Linked DNA regions of Mus musculus: all the other regions are linked to region 2. The links are chromatin contacts, called in public promoter capture Hi-C maps. All regions are on one chromosome and are shown on one strand. Each heading gives the region's core, a stretch centred on a gene start, on an enhancer-like site or on the middle of the called end of the contact. The rest is flanking DNA. Distances are from core to core; before and after follow the strand shown. Region 1 holds the start of Srd5a3 (steroid 5 alpha-reductase 3). Region 2 holds the start of Dcun1d4 (DCN1, defective in cullin neddylation 1, domain containing 4 (S. cerevisiae)). Region 3 holds the start of Clock (circadian locomotor output cycles kaput).

Evidence for each region. Promoter capture Hi-C pulls out the DNA fragments that hold promoters and counts their contacts.
Region 1: a contact with region 2 is called in a promoter capture Hi-C map of liver, with 2.9 times the contacts expected there. The contact joins the promoter of Srd5a3 here to the promoter of Dcun1d4 in region 2. A contact is called at or near these places in 3 of 39 promoter capture datasets (the 3T3-L1 cell line, hippocampal neurons and liver).
Region 3: a promoter capture Hi-C map of liver shows a contact between it and region 2, with 3 times the contacts expected there. The contact joins the promoter of Clock here to the promoter of Dcun1d4 in region 2. A contact is called at or near these places in 2 of 39 promoter capture datasets (both in liver).

Annotation. Positions count from the first base shown.
Region 1 is chr5:76,138,975-76,141,674 of GRCm38.p6, forward strand. Srd5a3 (steroid 5 alpha-reductase 3) reads left to right here and starts at 1,299. Exons shown (of 6, transcript NM_020611.4): 1 at 1,299-1,574. The coding sequence starts at 1,354.
Region 2 is chr5:73,489,760-73,492,459 of GRCm38.p6, forward strand. It overlaps Dcun1d4 (DCN1, defective in cullin neddylation 1, domain containing 4 (S. cerevisiae)), which reads left to right and starts at 1,267. Exons shown (of 11, transcript NM_178896.5): 1 at 1,267-1,432. The coding sequence starts at 1,408.
Region 3 is chr5:76,303,541-76,306,240 of GRCm38.p6, forward strand. It overlaps Clock (circadian locomotor output cycles kaput), which reads right to left and starts at 1,252. Exons shown (of 23, transcript NM_001289826.1): 1 at 1,115-1,252. It overlaps Gm7467 (predicted gene 7467), which reads left to right and starts at 1,336. Exons shown (of 1, transcript NR_152171.1): 1 at 1,336-1,987.

The DNA of each region.
Region 1 (2,700 bases), core at 49-2,548, 2.6 Mb after region 2:
CTTAACTATATTATTAATGATTATTGACATGGATGGGCCAGTCACACATACACACACACATACAATCTATAAATAAAAGTATTCTTTTTTTCCCCCACTCTGTAATCTTTTCTTTTTTTTTTTTAAGAGAGAAAATGGGAGTGTACCATAATTTGGCTAAACGCATCAAGGCAGATTTAGGGGTGTAGTCATTTTTCTGTTGAAAGCAAGGCTGTGATAAAGACTTGTATTATAGGGGTACACAATTGGATCCCATTTGCTTCCTCCTTTCTGAGTAGCCTGCATTACTCAAGGACCCGATAGCCTGAAATACCACTAAGCAGCTGTCAACAGGGAACCAGGCCTTCATCTAACACGTGATGGTGTTTTCCACTGATGCCTGAAAGACAGCATCTGAGCCAGATCCGTGGAGGGAGGTTTTTGGAGATTTGCTGTCTCATACCTTGCCTTCCCCCTCACCCCCACTGCCCCATGGACTCGAGCCAATGAGTGCATAAAGGTCTTCCAAATCTTTTCATTCCTAGCCATAAAGGCAGCAGACACAGCTAGTTAAACACTTTGTCCATGGAGCAGATGGGTGAAAAACGTAGGTCCATTGAGGGCATTACTCTGCTTTTCCACTCCAAAATCCAGAGTTTGCCGGAGCAGCTCCAGCCTACAGTTGACAAAGTGTAGAATTCCCTCACCGAGGTCTTTCCAGAGGTCATCCCTGAATTTACAGCGATCCCCATCTGGAGTATGCTAATGAATCTGGTGCTTCTGGTAGACCAGCGTGGTATTAAGATCCTTCGCATCTTGACTCCTGGGGGCCCCCTCTAGGGACCCAGCCAAGAATTCAGCCTGTACTTCAACCAAAATTTCTCTTCACACTTTTTCGCAGCAGTAATCCCGCAGTCAAAGTTTATAGAAACTTACACAGGCTGGTGAGAACCTGACCTCTAGAATAGGATCCCCGAAGCGCCACATGGTGGAAGGAGAGAACCAATTCCCCCCAAGCTGTCTTGGGCTCCCACCCACACCTCTTGGCATAGCTCCACTCCACTTAATAAATAGGTGTAACGTATCTCTACAAGACTTGGACTGTAGCACGTGGTCTCGCATGCTCCTGCAGAACTTCAAGTTGGAGTTGCATCTCGGAATTAGATTAGAGGCAGTACAAGTCTAAAGCGCAGCCTGCTCAAACCAGGTGAGCAGGAGCACAACCCAGCTCCTGAGCGCCTAGCCAGGGGCGGGGCCGCGCGTCCCGCCCAGGAGCCGCGTCACCGCCAAGCGCGCCGCCGAGGCGGGAGGGAGGGAGGGGGTGAGAGAAGGAGGGCGGCGCGGCGGCGCGCATCTGTAGCCGGCTCCCGGGCTATGGCTGGGTGGGCCGGGTTTGAGCTCTCGGCCCTGAACCCCCTGCGGACGCTGTGGCTGGCGCTGGCCGCCGCCTTCCTGTTCGCGCTGCTGCTGCAGCTGGCGCCCGCCAGGCTGCTGCCGAGCTGCGCGCTCTTCCAGGACCTGCTCCGCTACGGGAAGACCAAGCAGTCCGGCTCGCGGCGCCCCGCCGTCTGCAGGGCCTTCGATGTCCCCAAGAGGTAACGTCGGTGGCGGGGCGCGCCCGGCAGGGGGCAACAGAGGCGGCGCAGGCACGTGAGCCAGGGGCTGTCCCCGAGCCGTCCCCGGAAATGACAGAGCATCTCAAGTTGGCCCGGCCCCCAGGGAGCCGCCCTGACTTCTTTACCCCCAGTTTTCCGCTTCCCCTCCCCAGAACTTGAGGTCGTGGAAATTCATGGACTTGGAGGCAAGTTCTTCCTCGATTTCCGCAGTTCTCAGCCCGATCTGTCACAGTCAAGAAAGAAGTCCAGAGTGTGCTCCCCTGGGGCTGTGCAGACATCACTAACCTGCATCTCCACAGGTGCTCTGGCAAACTAGCCCAGTATGCCCTGCCCCAACCCATCCCGGAAGGCTCAGTAACCAAGTTGTGAAATACTAAAATCTTCCGGGGTACATATGGACTCCGCTGAGAATATGTGAGACCCGCCACATGGCTTTCCTTTCCTTTTCTTTCTTTCTTTCTTTTTTTTTTTTTTTTAACTCCACGATGAATTCAGTATGTAGATGGAGAAGTCATCTTAACACAGTATTCTAGATAATAAAGCTGTGTCATTTTTTTTTATGAAATTCATCACGCATTTGCATTTAGAATTGAATTGGAAGGAATGTGATGGGTTCTGACGGATTCATCTAGATTGCTTTAGAAATCTGTAGCCGTTGCCCACCTCTGCAGATGGCGGTGGGGCTATCAACTGGCCCCAGCTATGTCCTGACTGTTGGAGGGGGTCTTTCAGGGGGTTAGTGTGAGAGCAGAGTACCATGTCATTGTGAAGAATGAATGGTAAAGAGATTAAGACCCGGAAGAACTCTTCCTTAGAGGCCCAATTTTAAGACCATCCTACCGTCCTCTTATCCTCGGGTTTGATTGGCCTATATCCCTTATGCTATATAGCAATTTATTTTCTGACTTTTGAGAGAGGTTCTAGTGTCCCCAGAGTTCAAAGCACACTTAAAAATCACTTATACTCAGTCTCTCTGGATGGGACTCCTCAGCTGCTACACTCAAGTCTGCCTTTGTGTGACAGCCAAGAAAGAGGTGGGCCTTCCCTGTATTCATCCCGGTAACACTTGGTACTCTGGGCTTCTTCTAATTCTTAACAGTATTGT
Region 2 (2,700 bases), core at 17-2,516:
AATTTGATGAAGTGAATCATATGCATTTGAATGACAAATATGAAAGATTGCGTTATTGGGATTCAATTTAATTACAGAGAAATAGAGGGCGATGAGATGGAACATATCACAGTAACAAACACAGTGATGTAGATAACAAGGACTGTAAGCTGTTTTGCGCTTGTAACATTTGTCCGGATTTCAGAACTCTACAACTCAAGAGCCTGGGCTGTAGAATTCAGAATCCTAACGCAGGACCCCTTTGTTATCTTTGGTCATATCATCCAGTGCGTGTGGCGGAATCTACAGGCTGTCCAGGCTGTGGTTGGGGCAAGCGAGGTTTGGACATGGAGTGTGTGTTTGCGGTGGGGGCGGGGCGCCCACCCTCGCACATCTCAGCGTTATTGCATTACCTGTGATTGTGGAGAACTGGTTTTCAAGTACTGAAAAACTCCAAGAAACAACAAAAGCAGTATTTAGGACACTTAACAATCACAACCCCATTAACGCTTCCCTCTGCTAAACAGCGGTTTGGCCAGGTTCGACTTATGTTTCTTAGACTTTTATAGTCAGGGGACCTGGCTTATCTTGGTGTCAGGCTGACCCCAGAGCCTAATGTGGCACTAGGTTTTTCTCTCGCTGTCTGGGGACCGCAGAGGTGTCTGACGTTCAATGCCTGAAGCATTCGAAACCTTTGGCGCAAGTAACGCATGACTCTGAATAATTGACTCTGAAAAAGAGGCGCATTTCCAAAGTTGAGGACAGAAAGGTTGTGGCATAAAGGGGAGGAAAGCGGAGATATTTTTCTTCTTCTAATTTTCCGCAATGGGAAACGATTGAGGAGAACCGGCGGGACCCGGGCGCGGGCAGTAGCGGGATCTGGCCGATGGCCTCCCAGGGAACACCAGTCCCTGTGGGCTGGAGCTTGGCTCTAGGTCCCTCAGGCTGCTTTGTTTCGGATGCTTAACCCAGGTTCTCGGCTGGGCTCTCGGTTGGTCTCCCGCTCCAGGATCCGCCCGCCACAGGGCGGGGCTTCAGGGTCAAGGTGGACCAATTCCCCAGTCTCGCCCCTCCACGCGCTTTCGGACCCCTGAATGACTGACAGCCGTTGGGTCCAACCTGCGGCTCCGAACAGTGGCCTCCACCAGGGGCGGTCGGAGGCGAGACGCCGGGGCCAATCACGTTGCAGTCTAGGGGGCGGGGCCTCCTTGCCAGCTGCAGGCGGCGCAACCAGCACTTCTTCGGTCAAATGAGAGCCGAAGAGGGGCGGTCCCCCGGCTGGGGTCTAGCCAATGAGAAGGGCGGGATGGGCGGGCCGGAGAAGAAGCCGGCGGTCCTCTGTTGCGAGCTAAGGTTTGGGGAGTCGGTAGGGGGACCGCGAGTGGAGCGCGGGAGCCCGGGCGGCAGGCGGGTGTGAGCTGCCCGAAAATGCACTCGGATGCTGCAGCTGTCAGTGAGTAGCACAGAGCCAGCGGGCCCGCACACCGCGTCCGCTCCTGCGCTCCCTTCTCCACTTCTCCGGTTCCGATCGCGCTGGAGTCCCTGGCCCGGGAGCGGGTTGAACCCCTCCTGGAGTCCGAGGGCCGTGACGCTGCGGGCGGCTGGGGCGGGGGCAGGGGCGGCGGGGAGGGGGTGGGGACTGGCTGGCTTTCCGCGGTTGGGGGAGGGGGGACATTCTGGAAGGCCGGGGGCCGAGAGTCGGTGGTGCACGGAGGTGGAGACGGCGGCGGGCGCTGGCAGCTGGGGTCGGGGGTGGTACGAGCGGGCAGGGAGAGGGCCTGCGGTCCGAGTACAGGGTGAGGCTTGCGGGGCCCGAGCCGTACGGTCTACCGGGGAAGGCGGGGGAGTGCGAGGGGAGAGGGGGCGGGGACAATGGGAAGGAGGGCTGGGGGCGGGGGCGGGAACAATGGGTGGGGAGCTGGGGCAGCGGCCGGGCCGGTGAGGGGATGGGGGGTGATGTAACGGGGGCCATGGAGTGGGAGACGCCGCGGTGGGATGGGAGAGTTGTGGAGTCCGGTGTGCGGGACGGCGGTCGGGAGTGGGGAGAGGGCTTGGGGGGCAGGTGTTGGGACAGGCGGTCCCCGGAGGAGTGGATGGCGGATAGGACTGCTGTGCAGTTTGGGGGCTGGGACAGGGGTCGGGGAGGGTGTGCGGAGTGAGTTAGGAGGAAGAGTAGGTGGGGAGAAGCGGGGACTGGGAGGGCTGTCATCTTCGGGTACGGTGCTCTTGGGGCGGGGTGGGGAGCGTTGGACTGTCCATTGGGGGAGGCGCCTCCTCCCTGGAGAGGCCCGGTTCCAGCCTAGGAGGGGACCACCATTGAGCCTCGGGGTGCACTGAGGAGAGGGGGCGGGGCCGGGTACCCGGGAGGTGTCCCGAGGCTGGCAGTAGCCTCCGCGTTCGGCGAGCAACGGGGAGCGAGGTCAGCGCGGGCTGGGGTTACAGGACCGGGAGGCCGCTGTCTGCGAGCTGACTCGACCCGCAGGGGTCCTGGAAGCGGGGTGGAGGAATTGGCGTAAGAGGTTGTCGGGGTCCCCGGCGGTCCGTAGGTTTGGCAGTGTGTGACGCAGTTCTCTAATTTCTGGCCATCAGGTGTAGAGGCTGATGCGTCAAGACCTGTTACCTTGTACGGAGGGCCGCTTTGGAGGCATAGCAACGCGCGTGCGAGAAGCTACCTCCGCCCGAAGCACCGGGAGGGTGCTTTAGGGGTTTCCTTTAGGGTCT
Region 3 (2,700 bases), core at 2-2,501, 2.8 Mb after region 2:
ATCTAGAAAGGCTTCATGCAGTGTGTGGTTCGGCATTGCAATATCAAAACACCACGGCCTGATCTGTCATCTGTCAGGTCAGAGGCCAAAGCTCTTCCTTCATCTTTCAGGATTCTGCTGACTACCTCGGACTTCCACAGCGGCAGAAAACACCCCACAAAGATACAAACTTCGTGGCGCTACTCCCGGTACCGGGACAGCCAGGACCACATCCAGGACGGCCAGCCCCACAGGCAGAGCGCGGCCCGGCGCGGCGCACGCGACTCGAGTCGGACACCCGGGGCCCAGAGCAGCCCGCGGCCCGAGCCCCGGAACCAGGACCATTAACGGAACCAGCCCTGGGCGGCGGCGGCCGCCGCTCGGACTGCGGATCCCGGCGCGCGCCGGCCGCCGCGAGGGCGGGGGCTCCGCGGAGGAGCTGGCCGCCCCAGCGCCCCATTGGGCGCCGCTCCAAACGTGCCCGAGTGGTGACAGGAATAAAGTGGGTCACAAGGCCTAGCGGGTCCCGGGCGCGAGCGCTCTCGGCGGCCGACTCGGCCTGCCCCGCGCTAACCCCGCGCCCAGTCTCAAGCGCGACGCGGCCCCGGAACCCCCGGGGCCCGCGGGACCCACCGCGCCCCCCTGCCCTGCAGGTAACCCCCAGCGGCCCCGGGACACTTGGCGCAGGCCCGGCTGAGCGCGACTCTCCAGAGCTCCGCGCTCTCCGCGTCCCCGGACCCCGGCCGCAGCTCCTGCCTCCCGGCCTGGCCCGCACCCCCTTGGCGCCCCGCGCCCTGTTCCCTGCCCCGGTCCCACACACTGCCCCCCGCGCCCTCCCGCGTCCTCACCGTGCCTGAGGCTCCGGCTTCCTCCCTCCCCCGCCCGGGACTCTGCCCGCGGCGGCTCGCGACAGCCGAGCGGCGACAGCCGGGACACGCCACGGCTCCGGGAGCCGGCAGCACCAGGGGCGGCGAGTGCGCGCCCCCGACCCACCCCTCAAAATTCACCGCTACCGCCGCGCTCCTCCCCCTCCCGGCCTTCCCCTCCTCCACGGAACCCGGGAGCACGCATGCGCCACCCAGGCCAGCCGCCCGCCGCGCGCCGGGCCGAGGCCCACCCGGTGGGGCGCACTCACCGGGAGCGCGTGCGCGGCGGCGGCCAGATTTCCTTCGCGCTCTCGCCGTCCGGGGTTTCCTCTCTCCAGCCGGTAGCCGCCAGCCGAGTCCGTGATTGCGCTGCCTCCCGGCGCATGCGTCGTGGGCGCGGGGCTCCGCGGCCGGCCAGGCTCTGCACTCGCCCCTCCCCTCGCGGCCGCCTTCCCTCAGCGCGCCGGGCGCGCATGCGACTTTCCCCGTTAGGCAGCCCCGAAGCCGCGCCTGGGGATCCCGGGCACCCGAGGAAATCCCACTCTTGCAGGCCGGCGTGAGCTCGTTCCACGGCCGCCGAGGGAAGCCGGGATGCCCCGAGGCCCCCTTCCCTTCGCAGGCCGGGAGGCGGGGCCTAGCGGAGGGTGCGGCCGCCCGCAGCGCCCTGGGCGGCTCGCGGTTCCCCGGGATGCGGCGCTCCCAACCAGTGGGAGCCGCCGCCTGGAATGGTGCCTCTGTCCCCGGGAAAGCAGAGAGCTTGGCCTACGCCAAGTTAGACTTCTCCAGCCCAGTGCTCGGTTTCCTCTCCTGGAGGTTCGTGGGATGCCTGGGACTCGGTTTCCCGGCTCCTAGAGACACGCTAGGCTGGCTGCTCCCCGAGATGGACCTGGACGACCCAAGTGACCTCGGCTGTAGCCAGGGAAGCAAAAGGTCGGGATGTGTTTGCTCCTTTTATGAAAAGGCAGGAGGCACTGCAAAAGATGAGCATGGCGCTACGGATGAACCAGGACCCTAGTTTACACTGGTTTCTTAGCTACTGCACCCGAATTACTGGGAAAGAAGCTAATTCATAGCAATTTCTTTTAAAAATCAACTCGTACAGCAAACAGAAGGCAATAAATAAACCTATACTCTTTAGCTCCAAAAATCCTGTCTACAAGGTAATGTTTGTCTCAATAAGAATTAAGTTCTTGGTGTATATTCAGGAAAGAAAAAAAAAAAAAACCAACTTCAAAACTAGGAATTAGCTGCGATCCCCCCCCCCCCCCCCCAGCAATGTGAACTAGGAGGAGAATCCTCAAATTCCTGGCTACGTAGCCAGAACCCTGCCAGGAGAATCTTTCCTTGGCAGTCTTTGTACCGTTTCGCCATCGAAAGGCACAGTTTCTGCTGTCCTAATCCATCTGCTGCTCGCTTAGGTTCACGTCCTTTGAACCCACCCATTCTCCACTCTGTCCTTGTGGTCCAGGCAGGACACTGTGGAGGAGGAAACCTTGGGTTCTCTGTCTCAGGCTGGCAATTACTGCCAAGAAGATTGTTTCCCAGTGAACCTGATACTGAAAGAAAATAATCTTTTCTTGTGTGACTAATGAAAGAGCAGGCACCACGAAGGGAAAAACCAGAAAACAGATTAAAACATGGTGATATAGCCTAGATGCATGAGCGCTGAAATCGATGTGGGCTAGATTCCTTTGGAAAGTTCAGTTAAAGTAATCAATAAACTCGTGAATGTGTTTGTTTTATTGCTTAAAACCAATAAGAGCTTTTCTGCCATCTACAAGTTAGTGTCTTGATCACTGGTAGTAAAAAAGGGGCAGGAGGTAAGGGTACTGAGGCTGGTAAATAGGTTGCAGCC